Linked DNA regions of Mus musculus: regions 2, 3, 4 and 5 are each linked to region 1. The links are chromatin contacts, called in public Hi-C and promoter capture Hi-C maps. All regions are on one chromosome and are shown on one strand. The core of a region is the stretch at or near the end of the contact, and the rest is flanking DNA. Distances in the headings are between cores, read along the strand shown. Region 1 holds the start of Pdcd1 (programmed cell death 1). Region 2 has its middle 38 kb from the start of 4930598F16Rik. Region 3 overlaps St8sia4 (ST8 alpha-N-acetyl-neuraminide alpha-2,8-sialyltransferase 4). Region 4 has its middle 140 kb from the start of St8sia4. Region 5 has its middle 68 kb from the start of Fam174a.

Region 1 (2,599 bases), core at 68-2,567:
CACCAGAGTGAGTCATAGTCCCCTTTCTGTCTCAGTTGCTTCTCTCCAATGACACATAATCCTTCCGACTTTGCTCCGTGGGTTTCCTGACAAGGTTTCCCCAAGGGACATCTTTCACCCTAGGGCCTCAGACCATCTACCATGTTCAGGTCTGTTTCCTCCATCCAGTCTTGACAGCAAACCATGGGCTATCTTAAGAGGGTACGTGGAGGGAAAATGTCCCTGGCTTCCCAACCAGCCTTAGCCTGCAACCCAGGAGAGGGCCTGTGGTGGTAAGCACCCAGCACCCAGCTCCCAGTCCCATCCTGTTTTCACGGTAGTGAAGAGGCTGGGGTGAAGGTGACTGGGACGTCATATGAGCAAAGGAACATCATTGCAGGTCAAAGATGTTAAGGCAGCACAAGAGTATAAGCTTGTCTAGGCCACAATTCCATGCGCCGCAGGTGTAGCTCTGACCTAGGAGTTTGTTGACATCCAGGAGAAACAAAGTTCCCTCTGGTCCCAGGACCAGGTTCTCAGTGAAGGTTGGCTCAGTCCAGAGGGTGGGCAGGGGCCAAGGGGTACAGGGTAGTGAGGAGTAAGGAGTACAGGGAGCTGTGTTTTCACTGTGAGGAATTTGAGCAGGATTCCTGGACCTCTCCGTTTCACACACCCCCCACCCCCAGGATGCTATGAGGCCAGGGATATGAACTCGGGAGTCCCCCAGAAATGCTAGCACGGGAAGCTTGTCCATGAGGGTAGACAGCTGATTATACTCTTGGATCTTCAGTCATCTATACAGTGTGTAGGGCAGGCTCCATGTAGGGATGTCCCCAACCATAGAAAAACATAGAGAAAGGCCAAGGATACCAGGGCCTGCCAGAATCCTGAAGCAGTGGCTGAGGTCAGAGCTCTGTTCAGACCTACCATCGCTTCACAGAGAGGGACACAGAAGATCAACTGACGTTAGATAAATGTTCTGTCTGTCTAAAAGCAAGGAGGGGGTGGATTTTGAGCCCCAGGGGGCATTTCACCTGTAAAACCCACCTAAAGCCAATCTGTGTAACCAGGAGCCAATCCGTGTAACCAGGGACACAGGTGTTCCTCCCCTCCAGTAATAGGAACCGAGGGTGAACGTTTCTTCAAGCCCTGCCCCAGCCACCAACCCCAATTGATCCCACATCCCTAGGAGCCACATACCTAGAAGCCACCCTGATTGCCAGCTCAACTGCAGCACAGCCCAAGTGAATGACCAGGGTACCTGCCGGACCCACATGCCCAGAGCCCCTGGCAGTGTCGCCTTCAGTAGCAGTCTCCTCTTCCTCCTCCCCGCTGCTCAGGCAGAGTTGTCTGTAGCGGAAAGGAAACTGTCCCAGGTCATGTTGGAGGGAGGAGACCTGTTCTTGGCTCCCGCCCCCTCTTCCTCCACCTCCACAAGGGTGGGAGAACAGGCAACTAGAGGTGGGGGAGGGGCATGGAAGGGGGAGGGGAGTGGGAGGGAACGATGCCTGGGAGGAGCAGGTAAGGGACTAGTGAGAGATTGGGGAGCAGAGAGGGGGGGTTCTCTCTGACTAGCTGTCCTTGCCTCTTGTCCTGCTATGGGGTCCTCTCCATTTCTAGCCCCTCTTGTGGGTAGGTTTGGTCTTTTCCATTCCTGGTACCCCGATCGAGCCTTAGCTCCCAGGGCTGAGAGAGACTGAAACTAGGGCCAGACTCTTGTCCCTTTGGAGGGTGGGTGTCGAGGCCTGGCTTTGGTACCTATGGCCGCAGCGAGGGCAAGCTGGACCCTCCCCTACCTTGTCTGCCATGCGTGGCCTTGAATGCCCTGAGCTATGCCTTAGTCCTTTACTACTGAGGAGCAAGAGCCCAGCTATCCCACATGCTCCCGTTTGATGGGTCAGAGGAGGCCTCGAAGGGCTATAGTGAACATTTCCTAGGACCCGAGACGATGCCTTTCCTCTCCAGACACCCCTGTAGGTTCAGAAAGACCCTGGGCCTGGTCTTGCTTTCTCTTAAGGCTTTTCTTCCTTTCAAGATGCTGGATCTGCTGCCCGGATCTCACTGTTTTCTCTGCTTCTATAGTTGTCTTAGGTTTGCTAGCTCTGCTGCCCTGCATCTTTCTCTTCCCCTGAGAAAAACCTAACACCAGGCTGGGGTAGACTCAATTTCTAGGTCTTTCCCAGTCAACTTTCCTCAGTCCCTAGGAGGTGGAGGCCCACCTCACCTCCTGCTTGTCTCTCTGGGATTAGGTGGGGTGGGCCGACTTGTGTGCATGCATAGTACCTGGCTGGCTAGTCATTTCTGGGGCATTCTGATGATTTAATCATTCTGCTCTCTGTGTTTCGCCACAGTGAATGGGAAAAAAAGGGAAAACGAAACTGCTAATATTAGCAATGAGATGTGTGGGTCTCACCACCCTAAAATAGGCAGCCCGCCTGGAAACCATCTGGCAACTGCCTCAGCCACCCAGGTTCAGAGGCACTAGCTTGGTGGGGAAGGAAACATTACTTTGAACAGCACAGAAATGGAAAAAGAGTGTGAGGCACAGACTGGCCGCCTCCAGTCTCAGCATGGGGCCTGTGGGCAGAAGCTAGGGGGATCCCCTCCCCACGCCTGGCTG
Region 2 (2,599 bases), core at 71-2,570, 1.7 Mb after region 1:
CCAAGGTAGTGTGATACTTAACCCCCATTTGCCAAGTCTTCTGAGGTCAACAACCCCTTTATCACACAACTCCCTCATCTGCAGTCTCTTAAGTCATCTAGCCCAATTTATACTCCTCAGATACTCTTGGTGTGAGGCATGGTGACCATGAAGGAGGCTATACAGCATTAAAGAAACTCCCTTTCATCTCTCGGCAGGTATCAATTGCCAGTAACTCTCAGTTAGAGGGGGGACTTCCTGGCCACCTCTCTCCTTACATAAGGCAATGTTATCTGCCTTGAGCTTCAGGATTTAAGGCTATATTTTAAAGGACTGCATGAAAAAGCAAACATCCAGAGTTTTGTTGCAATCTTCCAGGAAGAGCTAACACCATTTATATTTATAGTTGTTCTGAGTATGGACCACAGTATGTAAGCATTCCTAAACTGCTATATATATATGTAAGACTGCGTCTTTTCTGCTACCCACAAGGTATCTCTTTTTCCCTCAGGTTTATATCCTATCCTTTAAGGGTGCTTGATGAGTGGGATTTACACTTGTTCTTCTCAATCTTCAGTAACCAGCAGTGTGTCTGATACAGCACATTTAGCAGTTGCCTGATAAGATTGGTGTGAAGAACAATGAGACTTCCCTATTGGACTCAGTCTTCCCTTGTTCCCCCAGCCTCTTTATTCTCTGCTAACTTGTCTACAGAAGTTTTTCTGTTTTGTCCTTAAACTATCAAAGCTCATAGCATTTTCTGTTGATGTTTGGTTGTAATTTTAATTTTTTCAAATTTTATTTTTAATAATGGTTCTTAAACACCTTAACTTCCCCTGTAGCCCACCACCCACCAGAGGTAGCAGCGGGGCTGGGGGGGTGGGGGTGGGGTAAGGATACAGGGAACTGGACCTGTTTAGAAATGTTCTTTGGAGCAAATCCTGTCTGGGTTGTCTGGAAATCTGAAGTTCAGTTCACAGGTTAGCAGCCGATCCACTTGCAAACACTTCAAGGATACAACAGCAGTCTAGTTCAGTAGAGTCGGATAGCAAACACAAATCAGCAGTGGTGGCACTACCTAGCAAAGACCGGAAGTCTTTAGCCTAGGCAGGAGTCAGCAGGAGGGACCCAGCGGGATGCCAAGAACTTGGCCATGCCTCACTCAGGGAAGCTAAGATCAGAGAAGAGGAAAGACCAACAAGCATTCCACCGCTAGCTCTATAAGCAAGCCAAGCTCAGCCTCCTGCAATGTCTGTAGACTCCTATTTATACCCATCAATCATCACATGTCTTCCAGGGTTCTTGCCTTTGCACATGTGCCTGTCACACCTGATATCACTCTGCCAATCAGGCCCAGTGTCAAAAAAGTACAGCATACCACCAGTTTTTGTTTCATTTTCGGTGCATTTCTCTCTATGGTGTCCTGAAAAATGCAGCTAAACTGTGCAATGTAAGGCAGACCAAAACATGTATTTCACAAAGGATCCTTCATCACATGTTCTTCCACATGCTTGTTTTAGCAGAACATCCTTTCACCTGTGTCTCCTTCAGCGAATCATTCTTTCACATGTTTGCCCCACCAAAACACCAACAGACTTTCCAAAGAACCCTTAAATTTCCACTTCCTGTGTTCTTGCTGTCTATTGTAATGTTAAGTGCAGACCCCAGGCCCTTGGTCTTGCAAAGATTGCCCCAGTACAGGGGAATGACAAGGCCAGGAAGTGGGAGTGGGTGGGTTGGGGAGCAGGGCAGTGCGAGGTTATAGGAGAGTTTTGGGATAGCACTTGAAATGTAAATAAAGAAAATATCTAATTAAAAAAAGAGGTTAACAGCCAATAGCTGGGCATAAGAGACTTAGGTGAGGTTTAGGCTTCTGGGGCTTGGGGTCAGAGGAGAACCATGAGGAAAGTAGAAGGTGAGGAGGAGAGAAGCCACCATGGGTTAGGTTAATCATGAGATCATGGCCCCACTGCCTGGCCAGTTCGAGGTAAGAGCAGCCCAGATGAAACAGTAAGAAGTCACTTGCAGTTACTGATAGGAAAGTAGTAGATTCTAATAGCTCTGATCTGCTCTTGTGATGCTTCAGGTTTATTGTAAATATAGTTTGTATATGTCTTTTATCTGGCAACTAAATGACCTTTTGGTATAAACCCTGAACTGGCATTTACAATTTCTACAACTATTTAAAGACTCACTCCCTTTCTCCCTTATTTTTTTTTCTTTTTTTACTGGATATTTTCTTTATTTACATTTCAAATGTTATCCCCTTTTCCTGTCTGCCCCTCCCAGAAACCCCTTATCCCATCCCCCCTCCCTCTTCTTCTATGAGGGTGTTCCTCCACCCACCCACCCAAACCCACCTGGTTCCCCTGCACTAGGGAACCTTCATAAGACCAAGGACCACTCCTCCCATTGATGTATAACAAGGCCATCCTCTGCTACATATGTAGCTGGAGCCATGTGTACTCCTTTTTTGATGACTCAGTCCCTGGGAGTTCTGGGGGATCTGACTGGTTGATATTGTTGTTCATTCTATGGGGTTGCAAACCTCTTTACCTCCTACAGTCCTTTCGCTAACTCCTCTATTGGAGACCCCATGCTCAGTCCAATGGTTGGCTGC
Region 3 (2,599 bases), core at 29-2,528, 1.5 Mb after region 1:
AGTGACTGGGATATTTCACAGTCAGCTACCTGGGTATTCCCAAGTGCATGATTAAAACATTAGAAAAAGGAAATAAAACAAATAAAGCTGTTAGCATACCATATTAAGGAAATCACAGATAGTTCAAGTATATGCTTATAATTTGATTTTGTTATGATTCCTTATGCCATCATGTGTGTTAAGTCCTAACTCTTTTCTCTACTGTTAGTCTTCAATTCTCTCCTTGCCTTCCTCCTGTAAGAAAGCCGTGATAGGGATTGAGCAGTGATGGCAAATGAAAGGGTGTGTGTGTGAGGATGAAATAATCTCACACAATATTTCCTCTTTGAGTGCTAAATGTCTTTAATTGAATCCATTCTTATGTACTGAAAGTTCCCTGAGATGAACAAAAGTAGTTATCTCTCAAATCTGAAGCCCTTTTGATACTGAACATTTCTCTAACTGGGCAAGCATTTAGGAAACACAAAGCAGAGGGTGAAGAATCAATGCAAAGACATTAAAAGGCACTACTCAATGCATGTAAGAGATAGACATCAATGCATGCAAAAGTGAATGGCTAAGCTGTGCTTGCTGTGGCCAAAATGTTGTTTAAACACATCTTTTTTTCCCTTCTTAAAATTTCAGTCAAGATGGTATGCTGCTGCTTTCAGATACATACTTTGAATGAGTGCCAAGATAGAATTTACTTGCCAGAATTTACTTGCAACCTCTGGATTTCTAAGGAATTCATGTTAGCTGTTGGTGGGAACACAGATCTGCATAGAGTTCAAAATAAGTTTTATATATTATCCAATGATCACACATCCAGTGTATTAGACTTTCAATTTAACATCTACATAACACATATTTAACACTTTTTATTAAATGTATTGAATTGCGAAATAAAAATGAAATTTAATGATAAAGGTATATACTGGTTATGAAATGCCCATATCCATTCTCTTTTCCTTTCTGATAGATACATGGATTCTCAGAAACTGTTATTTTTATCCTGAGATTCTATCACTGTTTTAAAAAACACTGCAGCTAATATTAAAAATTTGGTAACTGTACTACATGACTATCCTTGTCCAGAATATGAATACATATATAATATATATGTATACCTTTGCTGTGCTCTTCATTCATTTTAGATTGCCTGACTTAGAAAAACAAAACATACACATTTTTCATGCCATTTCTGCTTTCTTCTGATTGCCTTCCCCAAGAAACAGGAAGTCATGTTAAATTGCTGCAGGCAAAAGCAGAAGTAAGAATATAGTTCTGCTTTCAAAAGAAACAGAAAGCCTGGCCACCAGTCAATTCAGTCACGTATGTAAGTCAGTAAGTCACTCTATGAGTAAGTTCATGTTGTTTTAAAAAATGCAGTCATAATGGAACTGTACTTAACTACAGAAAAATCCTTGTTAACTGAATTCATTTGACGTATTGTTGATGTGTTATTGTTAAACTGCTTTGAATTAATTACCTGTTATGAAAACAACACTCAGTTAATCATCTTATTTTGTGGAGAGAAATTTTAAAATAATAGTAAGTGCTTCATATTGATCTCTGCACCTGAATAGCCAAGAAGATTTTACTGAATGAGAAGTCTCATTTCAGCTACTTCAATCCAACAATCTACCTGGCCATGGATTTCCACAAAATTATGATGAAATGTCAAAGAAGTAAATTAAAAGTAATGTTTGAACTTGAAATTTTTAACTGTGTAGAGCTGAGTTTCCTATTAACTTCATATAAATGTGTTCATGTTAATAATATATTCTCTTTATAACAGGAGAGTGGCTTACTGTGTAGGAACATGATATAATCTTTGGTACCAAGAGTGAAACTTTTCTGCTATTTTTACCATTTTTCAAATATCACTCCTTCATAATAGTCTACTAATATCGAGTGGTATAGTTTGGCTGGTACCCACTACACCATTGATCTATAATCCAGAGATTTAGAGTTGTGCAAAGTAAAACAAACAAACAAACGAACAAGCATAAGTTTGGTGTGACTGTTGTTTAAAAATATATAAGGACTTTAGAAAGGACTGTTTGATGTTCGTTTTTCTCATTCACATGTGTTTCCCATTTCTGTATCTCAAATGAATTTCTAAGCACCCAAACCCAAACCAAAATAAATGTCAGAAGACAAACAAGAAATATAAGCAAAACGTAAACATGACCATTCTCAGTGTCCTGACTGAAAGCGTTTCCTCAAGTTGCTTCATGTCATGGATTTCACTGCTTGAACTCTCTCCTTCTTCATTTCTACTAAGGATGTTTTCAAGTCCCAAGGGCTGAGCTGTGCTCCTGGGTTCCTCTTCCAGTGTGCTTGGCATTACAGTGGCTGCCCCACAGTGATGAACATGTTTGCTTTGCTAACTGATGTTGAGTGCACTGTTGAATCTTGTAAACACTACTGATAATACATTCAAACTGTATTCTTCATGGAAGTGGCACTTACTAGGACCCTTGAAGTCAGAATATGTTGTAGTCAGAGCACTTTGCAGGTTTTTCATCAGCTGGTGGTGAATTCACACAGACTTCCATTTCAGCTACTCAGTCAAGTGGTGGATGCTGAATCCCAGCCTTATTTTGGATCCTGATTC
Region 4 (2,599 bases), core at 60-2,559, 1.5 Mb after region 1:
AAGGCTTCTAGCCCTCTTTACTGACCAGCACAGAAGATGGAAAAATACTTTATGCTACATTACAACAACTCGTGAAGATTAGAATAAAACTCAGCAATGCTAACTAGAAATTTAGTTTATGTTATTCAATCTGTTATTAACATGAGCTCTGCTCAATACAAAACTGGCTAAGGATGTTCAGAATAAATCATTGAGGAAAATCTCAATATATACAATGTTTGAATGATCTTTCTACAAGAATATCATATTATATTTTTATATTATTATCTTAAGGTAGATTGTCATTATATCTCCCAGACTATCCTGGGATTCACGATTTTCCTGACTTTCCCTCCTGAGGATAGAGATTACAGTGGTCGCCCCTACACTCTGTTCCATTAGTATTGAAAAACCTGGATGGTTTCAGAACTCGAAGAGCATATGTTATAAAATAATTAGAAGAGAGTTCTAGGGGTTTCTCTTCCAATTCCATATATATCCTCCGGATTGATATATGATCTTCTTTTTATGATAACATTGCTGAAGACGTAGGGCCTGATAAAATGTATTACTTTGAAGTCATGCTTTAAAAAATACATCACAATTTAAAATACCGTTACTGTTTTTTATATATGCCCGAAATTATGTGATACTATCTACATTCAACCAGTTTTGCATGTCCAAATAAAATTTAGTAATCTAAATTGAAAAAAGTTAAGTGTGTAACAAGTTCATAACTTAATCTCACTGTCTCATTGTTTTAAAATATAGGCACCTTTCGGCTGTCATGATAATTCTCCAGGGAAATAATACATTAAACAGGATTTAAGACATTAACACTTCTCAGTCCCTGAGGAGTAAACATTTTGATTTCTAGATGTTGGAGATTCTCACCCTTTTTTTAAATAAACAATGTCACTAGAGTCCCCTGATTCTTTCCTAGGCTAGCTGCTACTTCACGGGAAACCTTCTCAAAGTGTCTAGCTAGAAGACAGACTAGGTGGTACCTCTTTCATTGGCTTCACTGTTATCATGATAAAACAATGAACCAACTTGGAGGAAAAGGATTTGTTTTTAGCTTACTGTACATCATTTCTATCAAAATGGTAGTCAGGGCAGGAATTCAGGTCAGGAACTGAAGTGAAAAACCATGGAGAAATGCTCTCTTCTGGCTTGGTCTCTCCGACTTGCTCAGGTTGCTTTCTTAGACAACCCAAGACTCACTGTCTTCCTGTTCAGGAGCAGAAGCACTCACAGTGGACAGGCCCCTTCACCATCAACTACGATTGAAAAAAGTACCCACAGGCCAAACAGAGGAGCAATTTCTCAATTGATGTTTCCTCTTTTCAGGTGACTCTATTTTCTGTCAAGTTGACGAAACCTAACCATTGCAGTACCTTACCTCCTTTCAGTCATTTACAAGGTATTTATAAACATAATACCTTCATTCTGCTTATTCAGAAACAGGTGGGCCTCTCTTGTCTGAAATGTTATACCAGAGGGATCAGCATCCTTCCTGGAACAGAGCAGGTGTTTAAGCCTAGCTCTGAGGGGATAAGAGAATAAATGAGTACCACCCTGACAGTGGAGTCATAGCAGCTGGTATGTTAATCAGTTGGTGAAGAATTGTGATAAAGCTTTTGCTAGGCTAGCACTTGCCTTATCTGTTGCAAATCACTCTGTTTGATTGTTATTGAAGATGAAATCTTTTTGACACCAGTCTTTTCCCATGTTGTCACTTTGGCTTTTATCCTCATTCTTATGACCTATACTTTATCAGTTCTCCTGCCCACAAACATTAATCTATAACTTCAAAACTCTATATATGGGGATTTACAAGAGCCACATAATCAAGATCATTGTTTGTCAAAGGAAGTTTTCACACTAATATTTCAATAACTCTTTGTGGGAGTCAACATTACTATTTTTAGACAAAGGACTTACATATTCCATATTTCTTTTTTATTAATCATTTTATTCATTTACATTTCAAATGATATCCCCCTTCCTGGTTACTCCTCTGCAACCCCCCTCTCCCCCCTCCCCTTTGCCTCTATGAGGGTGCTCCTCCACCCATTCACCCACTCCTGCCTCACTGCTCTAGCATCCCCCTACGCTGGGGCATCAAGCTGCCACAGGACCAAGGGCCTCCTCTCCCATTGATGTCAGATAAGATCGTCCTCTGCTACATATGTGGCTGGAGCCCTGGATCCCTCCATGTATACTCTTTGGTTGTTGGTTTTGTCTCTGGGAACTCTGGGTGGTCCAGTTAGTTAATATTGTTCTTCCTATGGGGTTGCAATTTATATTTCTTTATGTGTGTATACATGCTTGTGTTGTGAGAAGTGGACTTGCTCTCATCTCTTAGAGTCTATATTCTCACGGAGAAAATAAACAAGGAAACAAAATCCACTGCCTATTTTAATATAATCATTATGTAGAGATCATGTCAGCAGATTAATTACCATGATCTGCATGCACTTTGGTTTCTTTTTCTTTGTTATGTTTCTTTTCAATCTTTACTAAGTACACAGTACATTATATAAAGTTGAAATTTTGACCTTATATATGTCTTTAATGCATCCTTCTCTCAAATCTGTAAGTCATATGTAAAATATAC
Region 5 (2,599 bases), core at 57-2,556, 1.3 Mb after region 1:
ATTCTCAACTCCAGTTGCAGAAGGAGAGGGTTGCTTGCTGCTGACATCTGAGATGATGAGAGAGCAGAGAGATAAAGGGAACACAGGCCAGATCATAAAAATGTAAGGTTTCTCTTTTAGTCTTCCTATTACAGTAAGACTCCAGCTCCTTAGGCAAGTGTAGGAGGCATAGAGGGCCTTGTGTTCTGTCTCCAAAGGGATAACCCATTTTCCACCCAGGAGATGGAGGACAGATGTGGTTAATAGCCTGGTGAACTTTGTACTATCTTTGTGGTGGAAATCACACTGAATCCTCCCCCCACAACTGTGATTAGGAAAGTTTCTTTGTGGATCTGCTATAATGTTCTCAGTGCACATTTGTATACCTTGGTGAGTCTTTAAAATCAGATCTTCTTACTTCACAGGAGAAAAAAAAAAGTGCATCATTACCATCAGAGCATCCCTGTAAAGTTTCAAAAGCAGGTTGAACGCTATTCTTTGTACTGGAGCATCAAAATGCTGCAAGCAACACTCTGATCTCAGGGTTTTTATTGCTGGTGATGATGCATGAAGTGGAATGCACATAGCTTGATTTTTTGAGTAAGTTGTTAAACTTGAACTTCTGACTATATTATTTTTAAAAAGAGGAACTTAGCTACTGAGTGGATATGACTGGAAAGTTACTGATGGGGAAGGAAACTAGATGTGCTAGTTTTTATAAAGCCACTTGTTTTTGAAATATTAAACTTTAAGCTGAAAGAGAAAGAGCAAACTGCATGGAAATGTTCAAAGGAAATGTAGAATCATCTTTGAATATGGTTCAACAGTCATCTCTTTGACGATGTTTCCAGTAAATAGTAATTGATCACCTGAAATAAGGAACAGGTGGTTGATGGGCATAAAATTGGCACACTCAAATGTTATATGACATAATAACGCATATATAATAACAATATCTTATTTGCAGATATATTTTTCTCATACAATATATCTTAATTATAGTTGCCTTGCTCTCCTCCTTATAGCTCTTCCCCATGTCCCCTCCCCTCCAGATTCATTCCCTTCTGTCTCTCATTAGAAAAGAACAGGCTTCTAAGAAATAATGATCAAACATGAGAAAATAAAATATAATATGATGAAGCAAAATCTATCATGTTGATAGTTAGACATGGCAACCCAAAAAATGTACAACAGTCATAGACTTGCTTGCATTTACATTCAAGAGTCTCATAAAAATACTAAGCTAGTAGCTGTGATATATACACAGAGAACCTAGTTCAGGTCCCTACAGGCTCTGTGTTTGCTGCTTCATCTCTGAACTCATATGGACCTTGCTCAGTTGATTCAGAAGGCCTTATTATCCTGGTGTCCTCTGTCTCCTCTGGATTTACAAGACTGTAAGTCTACTGCCACTTTCATGAGAATCCATGAGTTCAGAGAGGAGAGATTTGACAAAGACCTTTGAATAGACTATCTCCACAGATGGCTGGCTGTGGGTCTCCACATCTGTTCCCATGTGCTGTCAGAGAAAACCTTTCTGATGCAAGGCACTGACCTATGTGTATAGCAGAATATTATTAGGATTCTTTTAATTGAATTTTTAAAACCACTAGTGTTTGGTTTTACTCCAAGTGTTTGGGCTATCTACTTTCTGTTTCTAGGTTACCAGATTAGTGTAGAGTATGGGTTCTCTATTGTGGAGTCAAATCTAACATCAATTGCTTACTTCCACAGGTTCTGTGCCACCATTGCCCTAGCATATTTTGGAGGCATGTCAGATTGTTGGTCAGAGGTTTTATGGTTGGGTTGCTGTCCACAGTTCTCATTTGGTAGCCTACAGAGTACCTTCTCACAGCAAAGAGACTAGAACTTTGAAATGAAGGCTCCATGTAGGCACCAGCTTTACTTCACCATATTTAATGTGTTATGTGTATGTTGTTCTCAGCAGTAGGGCCCTGCTCTCAGTTTGTGGATAGCAACCATTTGTCTCAGCACTAGCCTGGGATGTTTGGTGATTTTCATCGGCTATCCTAGGCCAACAATTCAATTGTATGCAACCTCGTTTAACGCCCAGAAGTCCTGCCTAGCTACAAGTTGAGACTTTATATCCCCCATTAATAGGAGTCTTTATTAGAAATACTTATATTTTCTAAGAAGATTCAATTGCCGTATATTTTCAGACAATCCCCTAAAACTTTTATCCAATTCTAGCTGTCTATCCCTGCACTCTCTTCCTCAACCCCATCTCTCCCCTACCCAATTTTCCAACTCCTTTTTTCATTCACTCCAGTATACCTGTAAAATCTATTATTTTTCTTCCCAGAGAGATTGATACATTCCCCTAGAACTCTCTGGGTCTACAAATTGTAGTTGGTTATCATTTAATTAATAGCTAATATCCCCTTCTAAGTGAATACATTATCTTTATCTTTCTGTGTCTGGCTTACCTCACTTGGGATGATTTTTAGGAATCAATTCGCATGTAAACTTCATGATGTCATTTTTTTAACAGCTAAGCAATACTCTATTGCATTAATGTAGCACATTTTCTTTGTCCATTCTTCTGTTGAAGGTTATCTAGGGTATTTTCAGTTTCTGGCTCTTATAAGTAAACTCTCAA

The links. Promoter capture Hi-C pulls out the DNA fragments that hold promoters and counts their contacts. A called contact is a pair of places that touch in the nucleus more often than the background predicts.
Region 2: a promoter capture Hi-C map of embryonic stem cells shows a contact between it and region 1, with 7 times the contacts expected there. The contact joins the enhancer-like site here to the promoter of Pdcd1 in region 1. A contact is called at or near these places in 2 of 39 promoter capture datasets (embryonic stem cells and hippocampal neurons) and 2 of 115 datasets of contacts at active chromatin or transcription factors (embryonic stem cells and large pre-B cells).
Region 3: a contact with region 1 is called in a promoter capture Hi-C map of the HPC-7 cell line, with 6 times the contacts expected there. The contact joins the enhancer-like site here to the promoter of Pdcd1 in region 1. A contact is called at or near these places in 5 of 39 promoter capture datasets (the C10 cell line, the HPC-7 cell line, cranial neural crest and 2 more) and 1 of 9 other capture datasets (macrophages).
Region 4: a promoter capture Hi-C map of hematopoietic stem and progenitor cells shows a contact between it and region 1, with 6 times the contacts expected there. The contact joins the enhancer-like site here to the promoter of Pdcd1 in region 1. A contact is called at or near these places in 7 of 39 promoter capture datasets (the C10 cell line, the HPC-7 cell line, cranial neural crest and 4 more).
Region 5: a contact with region 1 is called in a Hi-C map of bone marrow-derived macrophages, with 12 read pairs. The contact joins the enhancer-like site here to the promoter of Pdcd1 in region 1. A contact is called at or near these places in 3 of 39 promoter capture datasets (the C10 cell line, cranial neural crest and hippocampal neurons) and 1 of 484 Hi-C or Micro-C datasets (bone marrow-derived macrophages).

What each region holds. Positions count from the first base shown.
Region 1 is chr1:94,051,236-94,053,834 of GRCm38.p6, forward strand. It overlaps Pdcd1 (programmed cell death 1), which reads right to left and starts at 1,318. Exons shown (of 5, transcript NM_008798.2): 1 at 1,180-1,318. The coding sequence starts at 1,255.
Region 2 is chr1:95,753,136-95,755,734 of GRCm38.p6, forward strand. No RefSeq gene overlaps it. Among named protein-coding and RNA genes, the nearest start is that of 4930598F16Rik, 38 kb to the left of the region's middle. Within about 2 kb of position 1,321, at least 17 of the 459 cell types and tissues checked have an H3K27ac peak or open chromatin away from gene starts, as enhancers often do. A contact at or near this core is called in embryonic stem cells, where this site is marked.
Region 3 is chr1:95,589,018-95,591,616 of GRCm38.p6, forward strand. It overlaps St8sia4 (ST8 alpha-N-acetyl-neuraminide alpha-2,8-sialyltransferase 4), which reads right to left. Exons shown (of 5, transcript NM_009183.2): 5 at 1-2,599. Among named protein-coding and RNA genes, the nearest start is that of St8sia4, 77 kb to the right of the region's middle. Within about 2 kb of position 1,279, at least 85 of the 459 cell types and tissues checked have an H3K27ac peak or open chromatin away from gene starts, as enhancers often do. A contact at or near this core is called in the HPC-7 cell line, macrophages and pre-B cells, where this site is marked.
Region 4 is chr1:95,529,957-95,532,555 of GRCm38.p6, forward strand. No RefSeq gene overlaps it. Among named protein-coding and RNA genes, the nearest start is that of St8sia4, 140 kb to the right of the region's middle. Within about 2 kb of position 1,310, at least 11 of the 459 cell types and tissues checked have an H3K27ac peak or open chromatin away from gene starts, as enhancers often do. A contact at or near this core is called in hematopoietic stem and progenitor cells, where this site is marked.
Region 5 is chr1:95,380,590-95,383,188 of GRCm38.p6, forward strand. No RefSeq gene overlaps it. Among named protein-coding and RNA genes, the nearest start is that of Fam174a, 68 kb to the left of the region's middle. Within about 2 kb of position 1,307, at least 18 of the 459 cell types and tissues checked have an H3K27ac peak or open chromatin away from gene starts, as enhancers often do. A contact at or near this core is called in bone marrow-derived macrophages, where this site is marked.